2 separate regions of the Sus scrofa genome follow, and region 1 is linked to region 2. The links are chromatin contacts, called in public HiChIP or PLAC-seq maps. All regions are on one chromosome and are shown on one strand. Each heading gives the region's core, a stretch centred on a gene start, on an enhancer-like site or on the middle of the called end of the contact. The rest is flanking DNA. Distances are from core to core; before and after follow the strand shown. Region 1 overlaps CAMK2G (calcium/calmodulin dependent protein kinase II gamma). Region 2 overlaps VCL (vinculin).

What was found. HiChIP or PLAC-seq counts read pairs in DNA pulled down with a chosen protein or histone mark.
Region 1: a contact with region 2 is called in an H3K27ac HiChIP or PLAC-seq map of alveolar macrophages. The contact joins two enhancer-like sites. A contact is called at or near these places in 2 of 47 Hi-C or Micro-C datasets (embryonic fibroblasts and epiblast stem cells) and 1 of 2 datasets of contacts at active chromatin or transcription factors (alveolar macrophages).

Annotation. Positions count from the first base shown.
Region 1 is chr14:76,559,264-76,564,469 of Sscrofa11.1, forward strand. It overlaps CAMK2G (calcium/calmodulin dependent protein kinase II gamma), which reads right to left. Exons shown (of 21, transcript NM_214193.1): 11 at 3,277-3,360; 12 at 3,015-3,057; 13 at 490-552. Among named protein-coding and RNA genes, the nearest start is that of NDST2, 27 kb to the left of the region's middle. Within about 2 kb of position 1,573, at least 3 of the 83 cell types and tissues checked have an H3K27ac peak or open chromatin away from gene starts, as enhancers often do. A contact at or near this core is called in alveolar macrophages, where this site is marked.
Region 2 is chr14:76,731,868-76,736,988 of Sscrofa11.1, forward strand. The region is part of intron 1 of VCL (vinculin); the gene reads left to right. Among named protein-coding and RNA genes, the nearest start is that of VCL, 34 kb to the left of the region's middle. Within about 2 kb of position 3,819, at least 6 of the 83 cell types and tissues checked have an H3K27ac peak or open chromatin away from gene starts, as enhancers often do. A contact at or near this core is called in alveolar macrophages, where this site is marked.

The DNA of each region.
Region 1 (5,206 bases), core at 323-2,822, 170 kb before region 2:
CTAGGATCCAAACCCAAGGACAGCTGTCTGCACAGCTCCTGCACTTTACAGCCTTTCAGACCCAGAGGTCTGCAAATGCCAGACTTCACAATTTTGAGGGGTGTGGCTTCCCCATGGGGTCCCCACCAGTGCCACTGAGGGCTGGTCTTCACCCCGGGCACCTGCAGGCCCGCCTTGGCTGCAGCCCTCACTGGCAGGCCAGGCTGTCGGGTGGGCGGCGTCTGGAGAAAAGCCTCCTGCTGCCCAGCTCCACATCCCCAGGCTATTGCCTCCTGAGAGTTGGCAAGCGCCCAGCATGCATGGCTGGTTAGGGGGCTCTGAAACACCAATGCGCTTGCAGATGCCAAGTTAGGTGGTCCGTCTGGCATGCCCATCTCAGCCCACAAGCATGGGACTCGCCTCCCTGGTGCTCGGGCCTGGCATGCTGGCCCTCCTGGTGGGGTGGCAGGGAGCCGAGGCAGGCGGTCGGGGAGGACTCATGCCACGTACCTTGCCCGGCCAGGCCGGCGGCGCTCGCGGCAGGCGAGGCGGGGGCGGAGCTCTGCCTGCCAACTGAGGGGATACAGTCTCTCAGTGCACAGAGCTGCCGCCAAGCCACGGGGGCCAGTCAGCAGCGAGCATGCCCCAGCGCGAGGCAGGAACCCGCTGCCGCTGCGCACAGCGGGGTCCGGGCGGGCGGCGTGGCCAAGCCGGCCGAGCTGGGGGAGCAGAGGCACCGGAGGCAGGCTGGTGAGCAGGTGCGGCTGGCCCTGCAGCAGTCTGGGGACCTGAGAGGACTGGGCTCAGGGCAGAGGGAAGCCCACCTGTGCTGCAACCACTGGGGTGAGAGCCCGCAGATCAAGGCCTGACTCGGTGAGAGGCAGTGTCCTTTCTGAGGCTGCCCAGCCCTAGCTTAAGGCTATGAGGAGAGTAAGCCTCATCTGCAGACCTTCCTCCCGGGGGGACCTCAAGAAGGACATTTTCAGAGAGCCCGGAACAGAGCCGGTTCCTCAGGCCATATCCCAAAAGTAGCGAGACTGGCACTAGGGGCCTAGGAAGGAACCATGGCCATTGTGCAGCTAACTCACTGATGCTCCACAGCCCCCAAATCCTCAGGGGCACAGCTCACTTTCCCTCTTCAATTGAGCCAGCTGGCCAGGAGAAGCTGTATCTCACAGCGCTCCAAGGGTATAAGTGCCCAGAAAGAAAACAAAGGCCACCGAAGCGATACATTCTAGAGGCCCTGATTTCACCATGAGCCAACGTGTTAGAAACCAGGGATAGGCTGAACCCTCTATTTCAACTCAGAAAACAGTCCAACTCATTCCTAAGGAAGCACACAAGTGCCCCTCCTGTTTGATTATACCTGTGGACACCTCTTTCTGCAGAAGCTTCTAGGGACAGGCTCTGACCTCACCTGCCCCAGAGGCAGGGCAGAAGAGGTCATCCTGGAATGCCTGCAGCATTTCTTTTTTTTTTTTTGTCTCCTGAGCCAGGGCAAAGGGAGCGCAAAGGCCAAAGTCGAGAGAGGGACAGGAAGCTCTTTAGGGATCAGTGACAGTGCTGTGTCCTAATAGAGACCAAGTTCCTGAAACCAGGACACTGATTTCCTGAAATGGACGGGGAGAGGCTGATGCGGAGGCCTGAGGCCACTGGACAGGGCACATGCTATTGATTTCCGAGCAGCCTGTTTTCACATCTCTTTCACACAGAGAGAGAACAGATCACCATTCCAGGGTCGGCACAGAGCTGCCCTTGAGCGTCCTCTAGAAAGGCTTTCTTAAACCCAGAAAGTAGAAGCTGCAAGTAATTAGAGGACTAGAAGCACAACGTGGGACTACAGCCCCACCTCTGCTGGAAGCAGCCTACAGTGGCCTCCTGCTCCCATCTGTGAGGCGAATCCAGAACCAGAGCTTCTCTCCATGGGTTCCCACAGCACAAGATCGAGCCCCACAGGGGTGGGCCTGAGGGGGACACTCTCCCAGCTCACTCTCCAGTCCTCAGCCTGGGGCCCTGTGGCTCTCCCTCAGGGAAGAGCTCAGGAAGCCCCAGAGCCAGGTTACCAGGAACCAGCACAGTGAGCCCTGGACTCAGGCTTAAGGGAGCAACCTCTGCCCAGAGTGGCTGCCCACCTGTGCCTCCCGCAAAACCTCCGCTCCGTTAGGGCAGCGCAGAAGGAAAGCAAGGGAAGGAGCCTGGTTAGAATGAGACAGGGGTGGGGTGGGAAGTGTCTTGAACCAAAACAGGGGAACTGGGGGTTAGGAGGAGGGAAGGCCAGGGGAAAAGGCAAGCCGGGAAGAGACCTTTCTGTCTTAAATCCTGTTGTTAATCTTTTCCTTGCAGAAAAGCCACTGTGCTTCCCAATTGAGGGCAAACGATGGGGAGGGGGGGAAGGTGGAGTGTCTTGCATCTTAAAAAGAAATGTGAAGTGTGATTTACAAATTATTGGTTCACTTCTCCCAATTCCTCATGCAAATTTAAGCAAGTTCTTTTCCTTCCATTCTGCTGGTCTCTATTACTTCACTCTTACAATTGGTATCAGAGGATATTTTAAGCACAGTCACCGTAAAAGGTTTAAACATCTGGAATAATTTCTATTAGTCATCTCCACTTGGACACGACAACAGAGAGATCGCCTTAGTTGGCCAATTAATGGTGGTGACTGGGAAGGTTCATTACACCTCATCACTTTCTTTCTCCCAGCATATCCTCCAATGCCCTCGAGACCTGCTAAAATTTAAAGTGCTGAGAGTCTTCAGAGAATTCAATAAGAAGCCCCAGGGACAAGGTAAATGGGAGGCTGGCCAGGCTATTCCTTGGGAGGAGGGAATATAGTTCACAAATGTGAAGCCACGTCAGGCCTCCCAGAATTTCAGGTTACAATCCTCAGCTGCAGCAGCCCCTCCAAAACAGGATCCCCATCATCTTGGTCAAGGTGTTGCCTGAGACACCCAGCGCCAGGGTGGCACGGTATGGCAACAGCCTGTTCTGACCCACTCACCTCGTAGAATTAAAGTGCACAGCTGAAAACATACCTGAAAAGTTCCTGGAGACAAGCATGGTCGTAAGGATGGCACCCTGGGGAAAGAAGAGAGACCTGTGAATTCTATGTGCAGTCTGTTCTCAGGCAGAGGGCAGCTGCCAGCGAGAGCCCGAAGACACCAGGACTGGGGCCCCCAACATGTACACCATCTTCACAGCTCAGCTCCAGCCAGGAGGGGTGTTCCCTTCGGTGATGGGGCAGGGGGCACCCTGTCAAAAGCACGCGGGCAGCCCAGCCAGGAAGGCAAGACTCACCTTTAGTTTTCTCCGGGCATTGAACTTGCGCAAGCACTCCACAGTCTCTTGACGATGCATCATAGATGCCACTGTGGACCGTTGCTGGAAGCCAAACAGACAGGCCTGTGAGCCCCCGGCCAGATCCTCTGCCCCTCACCACTGTCCCAGCACCGATGGCCTTGTGCTCAGCCACCCGAGAGTTGCTCCAAAGATGAAGTCATAGATGTGAAAATGCTTTTACAATAAAAGCACTACCCAAAACTCAAGGTTATGTAAGGACAATAATCTGAACATGAAAACACCACCGGTAATTGATGCTGGAAGAACATGCCCGAGAGTGTGCTAATCTTCCTTGGGAGATGGAGGCTATGAAAGGGGCCAGTATTCTGTGTATTGTCATCCTCACGCCATTACTCCTTCAGCAACTGTTCAGTGAACACCTAGTACATTCCAGATTCTGGGCAGTGCGAGAACCAGCAGGGTTCCTGCTCTCTGTGAGAACATTTGTTCCTTTCAAGAGCTCCTCTCAATCCCCCAAACGAGGTGCTAAAAGAAGCTAAGGATCTTCACCTTGAGGCATCAACCCTTCTCAGCATTTTAGATGGGAGTTTTTCTTCAATGTATTACTGCTAACTTCCTTCCTCCTTAAACAGATTCCACTGGACATGACTGACATTCCCCTGATGACTCAGGGGTCAGCATACAAGCATCAACTGTTATGTAATAGCCTAATACAGAGAGGCCCTCTGTGGCTACTGAGGTATATAGGATGATGGAGAGTGGGGCCCACAAAAATGACCCCTGGAACAGATTGCTGTAATTCTCAAGTACCCTTTTTTTTTTCTTTTTCGGGCCGCACTTGTGGAGCCCAAAAAAGGTTCCCAGGCTAGGGGACTAATCAAAAGTACAGCTGCTGGCCTACACCACAGCAACGCCAGATCCGAGCCACATCTGCGACCTACACCACAGTTCATGGCAACCCCAGATCCTTAACCCACTAAGCGAGGCCAGGGATTGAACCCGCATCCTCATGGTTCCTAGTCAGATTCATTTCCTCTGTGCCACGATGGGAACTCCTCGAATACCCATTTTAAGTGGCTCATCCCCTCACTTTGCGGTTGTTATCTTGGCCAGCCTGCTAGAAAAATTAATCCTACAACATGCAGCCTGGTGCCTACACCCCCACAGGGCCACCCTGCAATCCTTCCTCTTGTTCCTGGCCACTGCCTTTCCTGGTTCCTGAAGAAACTCTTCCAACCTTGTCGAGTTTCCCCAAGTCTCATCCTGCACCTCCTCCTCCAGAGAGTAAACTTCTCTACCGGGAAGTGAGGAATCACCAAGCAAGAACTTCAACTTCAGTCTCCCACCCACAAGCTGATTTCCATGCTCCTGGAACCTCATCCCCAGTCCCTGAAGCATCATTGTCCATGTGCTGACCCCTGACCACGACTCAGGAGCACCTCTTGTTTTGCTATCTAAACCTTGGTTCCTCAATTAGCCAAATTTTAAAAAATTATTTTTATTTATTTTTTAAAATGGGATTACATCAAATTTTATTTTTTTCTCTAACATTTGTTTTTTGATTAAAAAATTTTTATATAGTTGATTTAATTAGCTTTTTTTTTTTTTTTTTTTTTTTGGTCTTTTCTAGGGCCACACCCATGGCATATGGAGGTTCTCAGGCTAGGGGTCTAATTGGAGCTGTAGCTGCTGGCCTACTAACAGCCACAGCAACTTGAGATCCGAGCTACATCTGCAACCTACACCACAGCTCATGGCAACGCTGGATCCTTAACCCACCAAGCGAGGCCAGGGGTCAAACTCTCCACCTCATGGTTCCTAGTCAGGTTCATCAACCACTGAGCCATGACGGAACTCCAAATTGGCAAATATTTTTAATCCCTTATTCTGGACTATATTCTTTTCTGCAGTTTGTGCTTTATAGTCA
Region 2 (5,121 bases), core at 2,569-5,068:
ACAGCTCTGAATACAAGGGCAGGTCAAGTTACATAATCCTCTCTGCCTTTACTTGGTATACAAAGCCCTTTCCAGGCTGACTCCAGCTTTCCTTTGTAGCCTCATTTCCTTTGCTGAAGCCACACGGGCCTGTTTTTCTTGTCTAGTCAACCGTGTGCTCAAACACTTTTGAGCCTTGACCTGTGCTCTTCCCGGTGCCTGGGCCGTCTGATCCCTCTCATCTCCACCTGGCAACTTCTGACTTTCCAGGCCCAGCTCTTTTCTGTGAAGACACCATGTAGCAGAGTCTAAAATCAAGGTTAACTGAGCAGCTCTGTGAAAAGTGAATCAGAGGAAGGAAGTCTGGAGGCAGGAAGACCAGTTTTAGGGGACAGTGAAAGTTCTACAGACCAGTGCTGTCCAGTGTGGTAGCCACTAGCTACACATGGAAATTTTTAAAAAATGTCTGATTTCTTCTTTCACTTTCTTTCTTTCTTTTTTTTTTTGTCTTTTTGCTATTTCTTGGGCCGCTCCCGCAGCATATGGAGGTTCCCAGGCTAGGGGTCTAATCGGAGCTGTAGCTGCCAGCCTATGCCAGAGCCACAGCAACGCGGGATCCGAGCCTCGTCTGCAACCTACACCACAGCTCACGGCAACGCTGGATTGTTAACCCACTGAGCAAGGGCAGGGACCGAACCCGCAACCTCATGGTTCCTAGTCGGATTCATTAACCACTGCGCCACGGCAGGAACTCCTCTTCTTTTTCTTAAATAAATTTTATTAGAGTATAGGTGACTTACAATGTTATGTTAGTTTCAGGTGTACAGTAAAGTGAATCAGCTGTACATATACATATAGTTTTATACGTATGTATATGTGTGTCCTTGTTACTGATCGGTTTTGTATGTAGTAGTGTGTGTATGCCAATCCCAGCTTCCCAGTCCATCCCTTCCCCCAGCATGTCTGACTTATTATTATTTTTTTCTCTCTAGGGCCGCAATTGCAGCATATGGAAGTTCCCAGGCTAGGGGTAAAATCGGAGCTGTAGCTGCCAGCCACAGCCACAGCAATGTGGAATCCAAGCCACATCTGCAACCTACATCACAGCTCATGCCAACGCCAGATCCTAACCCACTCAGCGAGGCCAGGGATTGAACCCTTATCCTCATGGGTCCTAATCAGCTTCATGACTGCTGAGCCATGACAGGAACTCCATGAATCAGCAGTATTATTACTGTGCTCCAGGAATATAGTGTATTTACTTTGCTTTTTTTTTTAATTAAAAAAAGTGACCCAGTCGTACATTTATATACCTTCCTTTCTTTATTACCTTTCATCCATATGTGGAATTTAAATTCAAATTAAGTGAAAGAAGACAACATGAAAAGACTACATACTGTATGATTCTAACTATAGGACATTCTAGAAAAAGCAAAACTGCGGAGACAGTAAAAGATCAGTGGTTTCCAGGGATTTGGGGTGGGGAGGGCTGAGTAGGCAGGGCACGGGATTTTTAAGGCAATGTTCTGTGTGATGCTGTAAGTGATGGGTACTTGTCATTCTACACATGTCTAAATCCATAGAAAGTACATGCCAAGAATGGAGTGTAATGTAAACTGTGAATTTGGGGGTGATTATGATGGGTCAGTGGTAGGTTCATCATTTGTAACCCATGCATTACTCTGGTGGGGATGTTGATAACTGGGGAGGCTATTGGGGCAGGGAGTGTACGGGAAATCTCTGTAGCTTCTCAATTTTGCTGTAAACTAAAATGGCTGTTAACAAGTAGTCTTTATACAAAAGATTAAAATTAAATAAAAGTCATAACTCAGTTCCTCAGTTTCACATGTTACATTTCAAGTACTTAACAGCCACATGTGGCTAATGGCTACTGTATCAGGTAGCACAAATTTAATAGAACATCTCCATCATAATAGAAAGTTCTGTTGGACAGCATTGCCAAAAATCAATCTCCCAAGTAAAAATTGGGCATTCGTTCTACTTATGTTTTACGTGTTATGCCTTAAAACAGGACCATTCGTTATACCTAACCTAACTATAGGCTGAATGTATTGAAGATCGGCATGATTATGATACTATCACTGCAATTATGAATACAGCTTAGAATAATAAATCAGATTTAGTGCCCATCACTTTAATACTTAAAAATAGCTTTAAAGTAAGTAGCCCTTGATTATGTTTTTATTGTCTTTTTCTCTTTCCTCATCTACCCCTACCTGTATAAAAGAGACTTAAAAGAAATAGAATTCATTCCTTAGTAATCACCTCTAGTGGGGTCAGAATTATTGCTTTTTGAAAAACTGTTTCAGTGGTTTTGCCTGGTATACTGATGTTGTTTCATCTTTTCATAATAAATCTTTGCCTTCTAGCATTGCTGCCTTTGAAGACATTTTATTTAATTGACCTACCTGTCATTTTTATGTTTCTTTCTCTCAGTCTACCCCCTCATACCCTGCTTCACCTATTCCAAGAGCAAGTCCCATTAGCTCTTCTTCCAAAAAAACTAATTGTCCATTTCCACTTTCACATCTTGTTTTAAGTCATCACCATCTCTCCCGTGGAGGACTACAGTAGCCTCCTAACTACTTCCTCTTGTCCTCTAAGATCACTTCTCCTTATAACAGACAAAATGATCTTTAAAAAAAATCAGGAGTTCCCGCTGTGGTGCGGTGGAAATAAATCCGACTAGGAACCATGAGGTTTCAGGTTCGATCTCTGGCCTCCCTCAGTGGGTTAAGGATCCTGTGTTGCCGTGAGCTGTGGTGTAGGTTGCAGATGCGGATCCAACCTGTCATTGCTGTGGCTGTGGTGTAGGCCGGCAGATGTAGCTCTGATTAGACCCCTAGCCTGGGGATCTCCATATGCCACAGATGTGGACCTAAAAAAAATCAAAAAAAAAAAAAAAAAAATCAGATCATGTCAGTCTCTTAGCCCTCCTGCCTCCTATTGTAGTTAGAAAAGATTCCAAACACCTTTACCTGGCCTTCAAGCCTCTTTGTGATCTGACCCTTTGTCTTCTTACTCAGCTCATCACCATACTGTCCCCCGCACAGAGCTTTAGCCATTCTGGCCTCCTTAGGGTTCCTTGAGTGTACCCAGACTTCCCTGCCTTTGGGCCTTTTTCTTGCTTCTCCTCTGGATTGTTCTTTCCCATCTCTTGCATGAGTGCTTTTCACCTTCAGAATCTTAGCTCCAATGATAACTTTTTTTTTTTTTTTTCCTTTTCTAGAGCTGCTCCCGTGGCATATGGATATTTCCAGGCTAGGGGTCCAATAGGAGCTGTAGCTGCTGGCCTACACCAGAGCCACAGCAACGCTGGATCCTTAACCCACTGAGTGAGGCCAGGGATCGAACCCACAACCTCATGGTTCCTTGTCAGATTCGTTAACCACTGAGCCACGACGGGAACTCCCAATGATAACTTCTTTGTCCACTCTTTTTAAAGTAGGCTCTTTCTACTCCTGCCTCATACGCTTTTAGTATCATCCTTACTATTCTCTGGAATGATTTCGTTTATTTTTTTACTTGTGTATTGTCTACTCCCACTATAACTTCAATGAGGGGAGGAAACATTTTCACTCCCGCTCTGTCCCTGGTACCTAGAGTAGAGCGGTGACTGGTGCATGTAGTTGTACTCAGTAAATGTTTAATAATGCTGAATAACTGAATATGGAATACTTGGAAAGTAGGAGATAGAGGAAGAACTCAGCCCCACCACCACCCCACTTACTCATTCACTAACGCAAGATCTCTCTCCTTCTCTCTCTCTCTGCCTCTGTATTTCTCTGGCTTTTTCTATATATGTACACATGTGCATAAAATAAAAGGAAGTGCCTTTTTTCTAAGTGTGAACCTCCTTCTAGGCCCTTTATGCTTAGTATGAACTAGTGACTTTGTTGTTGAACTTCATCTTTTCCTTTATGAAGTCATGGTCCACAGCTTTTTGAATGGCTGATTTTTGTTGGAAACTATGGTGAACAATACATCTGGAAATATTCTGTCATGTTTTGATCTGAGAAACTCTAGAGAACCAGCTGCTGATTTGAAAGGCTTTTATTATGATACAGACAGTCTATTGTCTACGAAAACACTGACTATTACACAGTGGTATATGTGTCTTGCTTTTTTCTGAGCTATTAACTTGAGAGAAAAAACTTGTATTCATTAACTCATGCCTGACTGGTATTCCCTGAGAATAGTTTATTGTGTTTTTTGCTTTAGCTGATTTAGTATGCATTTAGGGATTTTTTTTAAACCCATTTTTTTCCTTCTTTAAACTCAATAAAAATTAAATGGTTGAATAATAGGATTGAGATAATTTTCCATACTGGGTTTTAAAAATTTCATAGATTTCTGCATTGCAATGTTTATATTTATGATTTAATACTCCTTGATAGCTTTATATTGATAAAGTGTGAATTTCACTATTCTGTCTATTAAAGTACTTCTTCTAGAGTGCTTTGCAATATATGATGTGGTTAAAGAAAAATTGACATTCAAGTACTACATAGAACTGATTTTGAAGAAAGTGAGTATGTATATCATTTGTGGTATGATAAGTACATGTTCCCATATACACAGTCTGGTCAGTGTGACAATATTTTTACATATTTTAAAATTTTTGAAGTTTTTGGGAAGACATATAAAATGACAGCTAATTACTATAATTATTAGGTAGGAAATAATTGCACCTAAATAACCCACAGTAACACTTTTTTTTTTGGCCACACCTGCTGTGTATGGAAGTTCCTAGACCAGAGACTGAATCTGAGCTGCAGCTGTGACCTATGCCATAGCTGTGGCAATGCCAGGTCCTTAACCTGGCGTGGGAAATTAAACCTATAACTCCGTTGCAACCCAAGCCACTGCAGTTGGATTTTTTTCTTTTCCCCTTTTCTAGGGCCGCTCCCGCAGCATATGGAGGTTCCCAGGCAGGGGTCGAATTGGAGCTGTAGCCACCGCCTACACCATAGCCACAGCAACTCGGGATCCGAGCTGTGTCTGTGAGCTACACCACAGCTCACGGCAATGCCGGATCGTTAACCCACTGAGCAAGGGCAGGGACCGAACCCGTACCTCATGGTTCCTAGTCGGATTCGTTAACCACTGCGCCACGACGGG